Linked DNA regions of Pan troglodytes: region 1 is linked to region 2. A link is a contact called in public capture Hi-C data. All regions are on one chromosome and are shown on one strand. Each heading gives the region's core, a stretch centred on a gene start, on an enhancer-like site or on the middle of the called end of the contact. The rest is flanking DNA. Distances are from core to core; before and after follow the strand shown. Region 1 overlaps FAM234B (family with sequence similarity 234 member B). Region 2 has its middle 8.3 kb from the start of MIR614.

Region 1 (4,315 bases), core at 633-3,132, 170 kb after region 2:
TATTTCTATGTGACTGTCCATACTTTGTTGAACCTAAGCATAAAAATAGACAATTTTCCCTTCATCTTTGTGGCTTCATTCTGAAGGTTCCCACGTCACGTGAAACTACGATCAAATAAACTTGAATGTTTTTTCTCCTATTAATCTGCCTCTTATCAGTGGTTTTCAGTGAACCTTCGGAGGGCAAAGGGAAAGTTTTCCCCTGGCTTTTACACAACACAGGGATGATGCATCTTTAAGTTGAACCTTACACAGATCCAACTACAGAAAAGTGGTGATTTGCATAGATTGAATGACAGGGGCTGGCCTCTGGGCATGATATGCAGGAATACACAGAAGTAGGATAAAGGTGATCCACCAGACAGGACAAATTAGAATGAGGAATGCAGAAGTCAGAATGAATTGGATGTGAATATGTTAAAATCTTCCATTTCTGCCTCAAATGGTGAGAGTGGAATCAACATAGCCTCCAGCCGGCAAATCCTAGGGAGGATGTATGTGTGTGTGTGTACCTTTATGGCGAGTGCCATAATGACCCCACCAACAAACAGCAGGGGGATCATTCTGAGTAGCAGTGATGGATCTGCCAGCAGCCACTACCTGGAGTTCTTGGACCAGCAGATTGAGCGAGAGACAGAGAAGGTGGATTGCTGCAAATTTAATACCACTGCTGGCCAGGCCCTGTCTACTGAAGTCCTGCCCCTTCTGAGGCTCACCCCAAGTCCCAACTGCTTCAGGGAGGTCCCCTAACCAGCACCTTCCATGGGAAGTGAGGCTTGGAAGGGCTTCAAGGACTGTGGTGTGTGCCTTCTTAATAGTACTCTTTTCACATTTATTTTTGGTCATGTCTTATCTTCCCTCCAAGATTTCAAGCTGCCATTAGGTAGCAAAAACGTGTCTTTGTGATTTTTATCTTTCCCACAGCAACTAGCACAGTATTTTACACATTAGACACTCAATACTAAACTGCTGCGTAAATTGAGGGTGTTCTGAATAAGCATCAGATAGCAATAACCTCAGTCAGAGGATATATAAACTTTTCCTTTTTTTTTTTATTGAGACGGAGTGTCACTATTGTTGCCCGGGCTGGAGTGCAATGGCACAATCTCGGCTCACTGCAACCTCCACTTCCTGGGTTCAAGAGATTCTCCTGCCTCAGCCTCCCGAGTAGCTGGGATTACAGGCGCCTGCCACCATGCCTGGCTAATTTTTTTTTGTATTTTTAGTAGAGACGGGGTTTCACCATATTGGCCAGGCTGGTCTTAAACTCCTGATCTTAGGTGATCTGCCCGCCTTGGCCTCCCAAAGTGCTGGGATTACAGGCGTTAAGCCACCACGCCTGGCCGGTTATATAAGCTTTTAACTTTATGTAAAATAATATTAATACATATAAATATATAATTATATAATTAATAATTGACAAGGCAATTGATAACTTCTGGAAAAGTTTTATGTAAAGTCTAAACTTTATATAAAAGTTTAGAAAAAAGAATTGGGAGCATTCCAAATGCTCTTTGTGATAATCGTTTTTGGCTTTGTCTTCACTGACAGGTAGTAGCACTGACTTGCTGAAGCATTTGCTATTGTAACAAAGTGAGCTATTGGTGTCCTTTTCCCTGCATTACAGATTCCTCTGAAAGGAGTCATAGCAATGAGTATTAAACTGGAAATCTCCGGGGGAAGCAGATGGATGCTTTGGGGCCTGGAGGATAAAAGAGGGCAGTGAACCTACTGGGATGTGGGGCTATTGAAACCTTTGGAGAGGAGATGGGGCTTATGGTTCTGGGAGAGGTAGCAGTCGGGCCCAGCTTCCATCCACTGCCACAGAGACAATAGAGTTTCAAATGCGAGGTGGCTGTGTGGTGCCTGTGTAGGCTGGACACCAGGTTTGGTGTCCACAGAGCCATGGGTAGGGTGTCGGCAGCCAAGCCCTTGGTCAGTGGAGAGGAACCTGGAGGGCCGTGTCTTCCAGCCTGGTGCAGAAGTGCCTGCCTCACGGTGGGGACATAGGGGAGGCTGCCGAAAGAACTGAAGCTCCAGATGGCTCTGGCAGGAGCCCCTACTCTCCATGTCATTTTCAGCCTAAGAGAAGAGGAGGGAAGCTAAAATATGACTGGTATTAGACGGCCAACTTTGCTGAGTGGTGGCTTGGAGCCAGATTTAATTGGACTTAGAGAAGTAATTTGGCAAGTCTCTCACTTTGTGTTAGAGCAGTTTATACAGTTATATTAATGCACACTGAACAGAAAAGAAGCCCATGGTTAGTTGCTGACAGACGCTTCTTAAAGTAAACCTTCTTGAGCTTTCCAGGGGATCCTTCATATCAGAATTAATCACACTTAAATCTGCTTAGCTTAAGAGCCATAAATAAAACCATAGCTAAATGGACAGGTCCATAAATTTCCCTCCCTTATCACACCCAGCTTACTGTTTCTACATTTAAGAGAGAACTTTACCTGAGAAATGAAACAATTTGTTCTTCAGAATTTCCAGGGACTAAGACAGTGCATATCACAAAGTGCTTATTATTTATGGCAATAAGAAATACACAAAGATCATATGTATGTAAAACCAATATGTAAAACATGATAAAGACAACTTCTGAAAAGCAATCTGCTAATATGATTTTACTTTTAAAGGCACTCAACAAATTAACTCTGCCAAGAATTGTCAGTTCTTGCAAGACTCTGGGTGACCTTGACTAAGGACAAAAAATCTGCAGCATCTGGCAGGAGGAAAGGTTTTCTGTTGCTAGACACTGAAGTCACGTGTTGCCCAGTTCCCCTTTCCTAAAATGTTTTCATCTTGGTTTTAGTTATGAAAATCCTATGGGTTTTAGTCATCATTCTCTTACTGTGAGTCATCCTTTCTAATAATTCTTACATTGCTTGAATAAGAAATGGACTTCCAGGTAAAACATCTTCACTAACTATTTGGTGTAAAGACTGACCTAAAGACTTAGGCAATTCTAACTTTTGTGACCTCAGCATTCATTTTTCAACAATCACTTTCATTCTGGTTTGGAAATTTGTCTATTATCACGTCAGATTTTAACCCCACACTCAATCCATTTCAAGTTATACTTGCAAGATTTTTACTCCACATTCAATCCACTTCAAGTTATATATATTTGCAAGTTATTCTCGGGGTTATTCAGAAATAAGAAAGAATAACGAACCCCATACTAAGATACACCCACTTTGTGGCACCAAGGTGACAACCAATTTAAGGAAGAGGCAATTTGAGAAACAGAATAAAAAAGAGCTTGGACTGAAGCTCAAAGAGGTTCCTTCCAGAAGGAGTGTCCACCAGGGAGAGACACAAGGAACCTCATTCAAAAATCATCTTCTTGATATCGAATGATCATCTCATTCAAGAATTTTCAAGAATTATCTCCAACACCTATAGTACCATGCCCTTTGTCACATACTTTACTCCTTTCCCCAAACATGCCTTTTCCTGCTAGGATCCGGATACCTCTTGAATTGGAAGAACAAATCTAATTTTGCAATGGTTTCCATAAAGTGATCCTGAAGAAGCAATGGCCATAAGAACAACTCTATCTTTGTGTATGCAACAGATCCCATGCCAAGGTGACTGTTTACTCTCTAGAAAAGGGACAGAGTGGTTTCTCTAACACTTGGGCCCTTAGATCATTAGGAAGTGCGTAGGCGCCAATGTATAATCAGTAACCCTTACATCAACATATATTAACAGAGTAACCCAGAATTAGCATAGGCTAGGAAGGACAACAGATCGATGAGGCAGGTGCACTTCTTAAAAGAGCCAGGTACAAAATAGCTGTAGACTGCATCCTTTGAGCAGTAAGGGGGGAAGCCGGTTACCTTGGCCATGGTCAGCGTCTTGCAGCTTGTCTGGAAGAACCGAAGGATGCCATCTGCACTCCAAGTCCCTTTGGTTTAATGTTGCAAGAATGCAAACTGTCTTCCTACCCTCCTCCCTCTCCTCCTACCCCTCCCCTTCTATCTCATATTCTTTGGAGTGCCTCATGATTAAATGCTGCCTTACAGGGAACACGGGCATTTAATAATTGACAAGGCAATCAGGGCCCAGCTGTTCTGGGAGATTACACCAGAGAGCTTGCCAATGGGGATCTGGGATTAAGCACAAAGAAGCAAGGACCTGCAATTTGCAGAGGAAATTTTCTTTAAAAAGTAAATGATGGTTTAGTTTCCACTGCCTGCCATTCCCTAGGTAACTGGTGTGAATGGATTGGGCTTGGATTTATGGCAGACATGAAGATATGGCAGGTCACCATCACTGCAGAAGTTTACCTTCCCTCGAGTAGGGTTTC
Region 2 (4,062 bases), core at 1,211-3,710:
CTGACTGTACTGAATTAGAGGGAGGCAGAGGAAGGGGTGGGGTGCCAGGGCTTCCTTGGGAAGAAAGCGTCAGAGTGAGGGTGAGGGGATGGGGAGTGAGAGCCGATAAGTAGGAGGAAGAGTTGTAAAATCGGAGGCCTGGCAAAGTAATGAAGATAAAAGAATGTTACACTAAAGTTAAAATTAAGGACTTAAGAATCAGGAATTTGGCCGGGTGCAGTGGCTCATACCTGTAATGCCAGCACTGTGGGAGGCCGAGGCGGGCAGATCACGAGGTCAGGAGTTCGAGACCAACCTGACCAACATGGTGAAACCTTGTCTCTATTAAAAATACAAAAAATTAGCCAGGCATGGTGGCATGCGCCTGGAATCCCAGCTACTCAGGAGGCTCAGGCAGGAGAATCACTTGAACCAGGGAGGCGGAGGTTGCAGTGAGCTGAGATCATGCCATTGCACTCCATCCAGCCTGGGTGACAGAGCAAGACTCCATCTCAAAAAAAAAAAAAAAAAAAAAAAAGAGAATCAGGAATTCAGGAAAATATTAAGTTACAATTCTCAAAGGGTCAGACCTGTGTGTGAAATTGGGCAGATGGGTTTGACCTCATCATAGAACGTCCTTCCAGTTTTTCCTCTACGTTTCTAGAACGCCCTGGCTTCATGAAAGACGGGGGACAAGGTGAGGAGGAGCAGCCTGCTAAATGCACAGAACCCGGCATGCTCAGAGATGGTTCTTTTGATTATGTTGGCCGTCCCCTCCCCGCCCCCAAGGCCCTGGCTAGGTCCTCTGTCCTTTCCTTTCTCTGACAAACCTGGTGGCAGTGCCAGAAACAATGAATTGATGAATTAGTACCTGTATATTTTTCCCAGATCATCAGGGCTACAGTCTGCATGCATGGGTGTTGCATTTAACTTTAAAAGAAAACTAGAAAGAAAAATGGCTGTTTATATATTCTGCATAACGGAGAGGTTTCCTTCCTTCCTTCCCTCCTTCCCTCCCTCCCTCCTTCCTTCTTTTCTTCTCTTCTCTTCTCTTTTCTTTTCTTTCTTGACGGAGTCTCGCTTTGTTGCCCAGGCTGGAGTGCAGTGGCACGATCTGGGCTCACTGCAAGCTCCACCTCCTGGGTTCACACCATTCTCCCGCCTCAGCCTCCCAAGTAGCTGGGACTACAGGCACCTGCCACCACGCCTGGCTAACTTTTGGTACTTTTAGTACAGATGGGGTTTCACCGCATTAGCCAGCTTGGTCTCAGTCTCCTGACCTTGTGATCCGCCCGCCTCGGCCTCCCAAAGTGCTGGGATTACAGGCATGAGCCACCTTGCCCAGCCTCTCTTCTCTTTCTTTTCTTTCTCTCTTTCTTTCTCTCTCTTTCTCTCTTTCTCTTTCTTTTCTTTTCTTTCCTTCCTTCCTTCCTTCCTTCTCTTTCTTTCTTTCTTTCTTTCTTTTCTTTCTTGTCTTGCCCTGTCACCCAGGCTGGCCAATCTACCTGCCCTAGGCTTCTGAGTAACTTGGACTACAGGTGTGCACCATCACACCTAGCTTTTTTTGATTTTTTATAGAGATGGCGGGGGGGCTCTCTCTATGTTGCCCAGGCTGGTCTTGAACTCCCAAGCTCAAGCAATCCTCCTGCCTTGGCCTCCCAAAGTGCTGAGATTACAGGTGTCAGTCACCATGCCTGGCTGTGGAGAAGCTTTCATGCTCCCCAGACATCTTCTTCAGTGGTCTGTGAGAATCTCAGAAATTCCTGGTATGTGTGGGGTACCGGCTGGTGGCTGTGTGTACAGACACACCCACACATCCACCCACATCCATGTCCACTCCTGTATACACCAATTGGCCGTAAGCCTAAGGTATGGAGAGTCATTTCTACACGTGAGATGAAACCAGTGCCCTTGCCTCCTATCACCGTATGTGTATGTGCACACTGTCATGCCAAATAAAACACATTTCCATTCAAGGCAGTAGCAAAACAGGGTTGCCGATTGTGTGGCTGAAAAGCAGTGCATGTCACCAACTGTCCCTAACTCACGGTGAGTGATCCATCCCTGTGACCTTGATTTTCACGATCTTTCATTTTTATTTACCTTTTATCTTTTGTAGAGATGGGTTCTCACTAAGTTGCCCAGGCTGATCTTGAACTCCTGGGCTCGAGCAGTCATCCCTCCTCGGCCTCCCAAGTAGCTGGGACTACAAGCTGGCCCAGATATAAGCAGGCAGTTTTTTATTTTTTTTTATTATTATTTTTTGAAACGAACTCTCTGTTGCCCAGGCTGGAGTGCAGTGGCGCGATCTCAGCTCACTGCAACCTCCACCTCCCAGGTTCAAGAGATTCTCTTGCCTCAGCCTCCCGAGTAGCTGGGATTACAGCTACTCAGCTGTACACCATGCCCGGCTAATTTTGTATTTTTAGTAGAGACGGGGTTTCACTATGTTGGCCAGGCTGATCTCCAACTCTTGATCTGCTCACTTCAGCCTCCCAAAGTGCTGGGATTACAGGCGTGAGCCACCGTGCCCGGCTAGAGCAGGCAGTTTAATGCTGGGCTCCCATAGTGGTAAGTCTTCAGGGTACTGAAATTTCGAATTTAGATTTATTTGTTGGTTTGTGTGTTTTTCTCTATTATATAGGCTTTAGAAGGACAGAAATTTGTTCTGTTTTTCTCAGTATTCCCTGAGCCTAGGACAGTGCCTGTACACACGGGTAAAATGAATAAACATTTTGGGAGAAGGGTATTTTTTTTTTCTTTTGTCACAGGCTAATTAGAATGATGTCCTTTCACTCAGAGAACACAGCTCTGAGGTTCCTCTCTTGCCTATTCTGGTGTCTTGAATGCCAATTTGTCTTCAAATAATTTTGATGAATTTCAGCTGATCAACCATCAGATTTTTGTGTGTGTTTCCATATAAGAACACTTAAATCCAGTGTGATAAAAGCAACTTACAAGCCCGAGGCTTGGAAGAAAGGAAAGGAATTTTTTACTTCTTGGGCTGAATACATTTCATCACATCCCAATTTATTTCCCTGAGGCTTTTCTTTGTCAAGCTTGGGAAAGTGCTGTTTCCTAGGAGAACCACACAAGAACAAACTTTAAATATGAGAAAAGAGAAAAGCACGCCCCAAAGCAAAACAAAACAAAAAAACCCCCAAAAAACAATAAGAGAAGCATTTTAGATGGATTTTCTCCAAAGATCGATTGCATTGTGTTCCAAACGCATTTCTTTTCTTTCTTTTTAAAATTTTTTTTGAGATGAAGTTTCACTCTGTTACGCAGGCTGAGTGCAGTGGCATGATCTTGGCTGACTGCAACTTCCACCTCCTGGGTTCAAGTGATTCTCCCGCCTCAGCTTTTCAAGTAGCTTCAGGTGCCCACCACCATGCCTGGCTAATTTTGTATTTTTAGTAGAGATGGGGTTTCACCACGTTGGCTAGGCTGGTCTCAAACTCCTGACCTCAAGTGATCCACCCGCCTCAGCCTCCCAAAGTGCTGGGATTACAGGCGTGAGTCACTGTGCCCAGCGTAAAGTGCATTTCTTTTCTAAACTGACTTGAACCAAAATGGATGAACAAGGACCGAAGGGTTCATCTGAAGAGATGATATACACCAAACTGGAAACAGATGAGAATGCCAGCAAATAGGCTCAGGAGGAATTTATCTTCTTGAATTTTCAGGCATAAGCTGCTTTCGACAATGTTTTCTCTTACAAAAACAGGGTGAGCGTGTTCTGGATGGAGGCTGGGTGGGAACCCCAGGTCAGAGCAGATGTGGAACTGGGGCATGGGGAAGACTATACCCCAAAGAGGTGGGGGTGGGGAAGAAGATGAAAAGTGAAAGGCGAATGTTCCCAGGGGCAGGAATTCATAAACTTTCCCCATTGATTCTGCCCTCTCAAGCCAATCACTTTCTGCCTTTTTGGACCAAATTGGGAAAGCCTGGACAGTCTGCTACAAACCAGACCAGAGCCTTTTCTTGTCAACAGAGCAGCGCTTCCTAAACTTATACTGCGTTAAAAATCACATGGGAATTTGTTTAAAATGCAGTGTCTGGAGCCTCCTAGAGGTTCTGATT

Evidence for each region. Capture Hi-C pulls out chosen DNA fragments and counts their contacts.
Region 1: a contact with region 2 is called in a capture Hi-C map of stem cell-derived neural stem cells, with 4 times the contacts expected there. The contact joins two enhancer-like sites. A contact is called at or near these places in 1 of 7 Hi-C or Micro-C datasets (stem cell-derived neural progenitor cells) and 1 of 1 other capture datasets (stem cell-derived neural stem cells).

Annotation. Positions count from the first base shown.
Region 1 is chr10:20,240,434-20,244,748 of NHGRI_mPanTro3-v2.0_pri, forward strand. All of the region lies in intron 11 of FAM234B (family with sequence similarity 234 member B), which reads left to right. All of the region lies in intron 1 of GSG1 (germ cell associated 1), which reads right to left. Among named protein-coding and RNA genes, the nearest start is that of GSG1, 9.8 kb to the right of the region's middle. Within about 2 kb of position 1,883, at least 3 of the 24 cell types and tissues checked have an H3K27ac peak or open chromatin away from gene starts, as enhancers often do. A contact at or near this core is called in stem cell-derived neural stem cells, where this site is marked.
Region 2 is chr10:20,072,036-20,076,097 of NHGRI_mPanTro3-v2.0_pri, forward strand. No RefSeq gene overlaps it. Among named protein-coding and RNA genes, the nearest start is that of MIR614, 8.3 kb to the left of the region's middle. Within about 2 kb of position 2,461, at least 1 of the 24 cell types and tissues checked has an H3K27ac peak or open chromatin away from gene starts, as enhancers often do. A contact at or near this core is called in stem cell-derived neural stem cells, where this site is marked.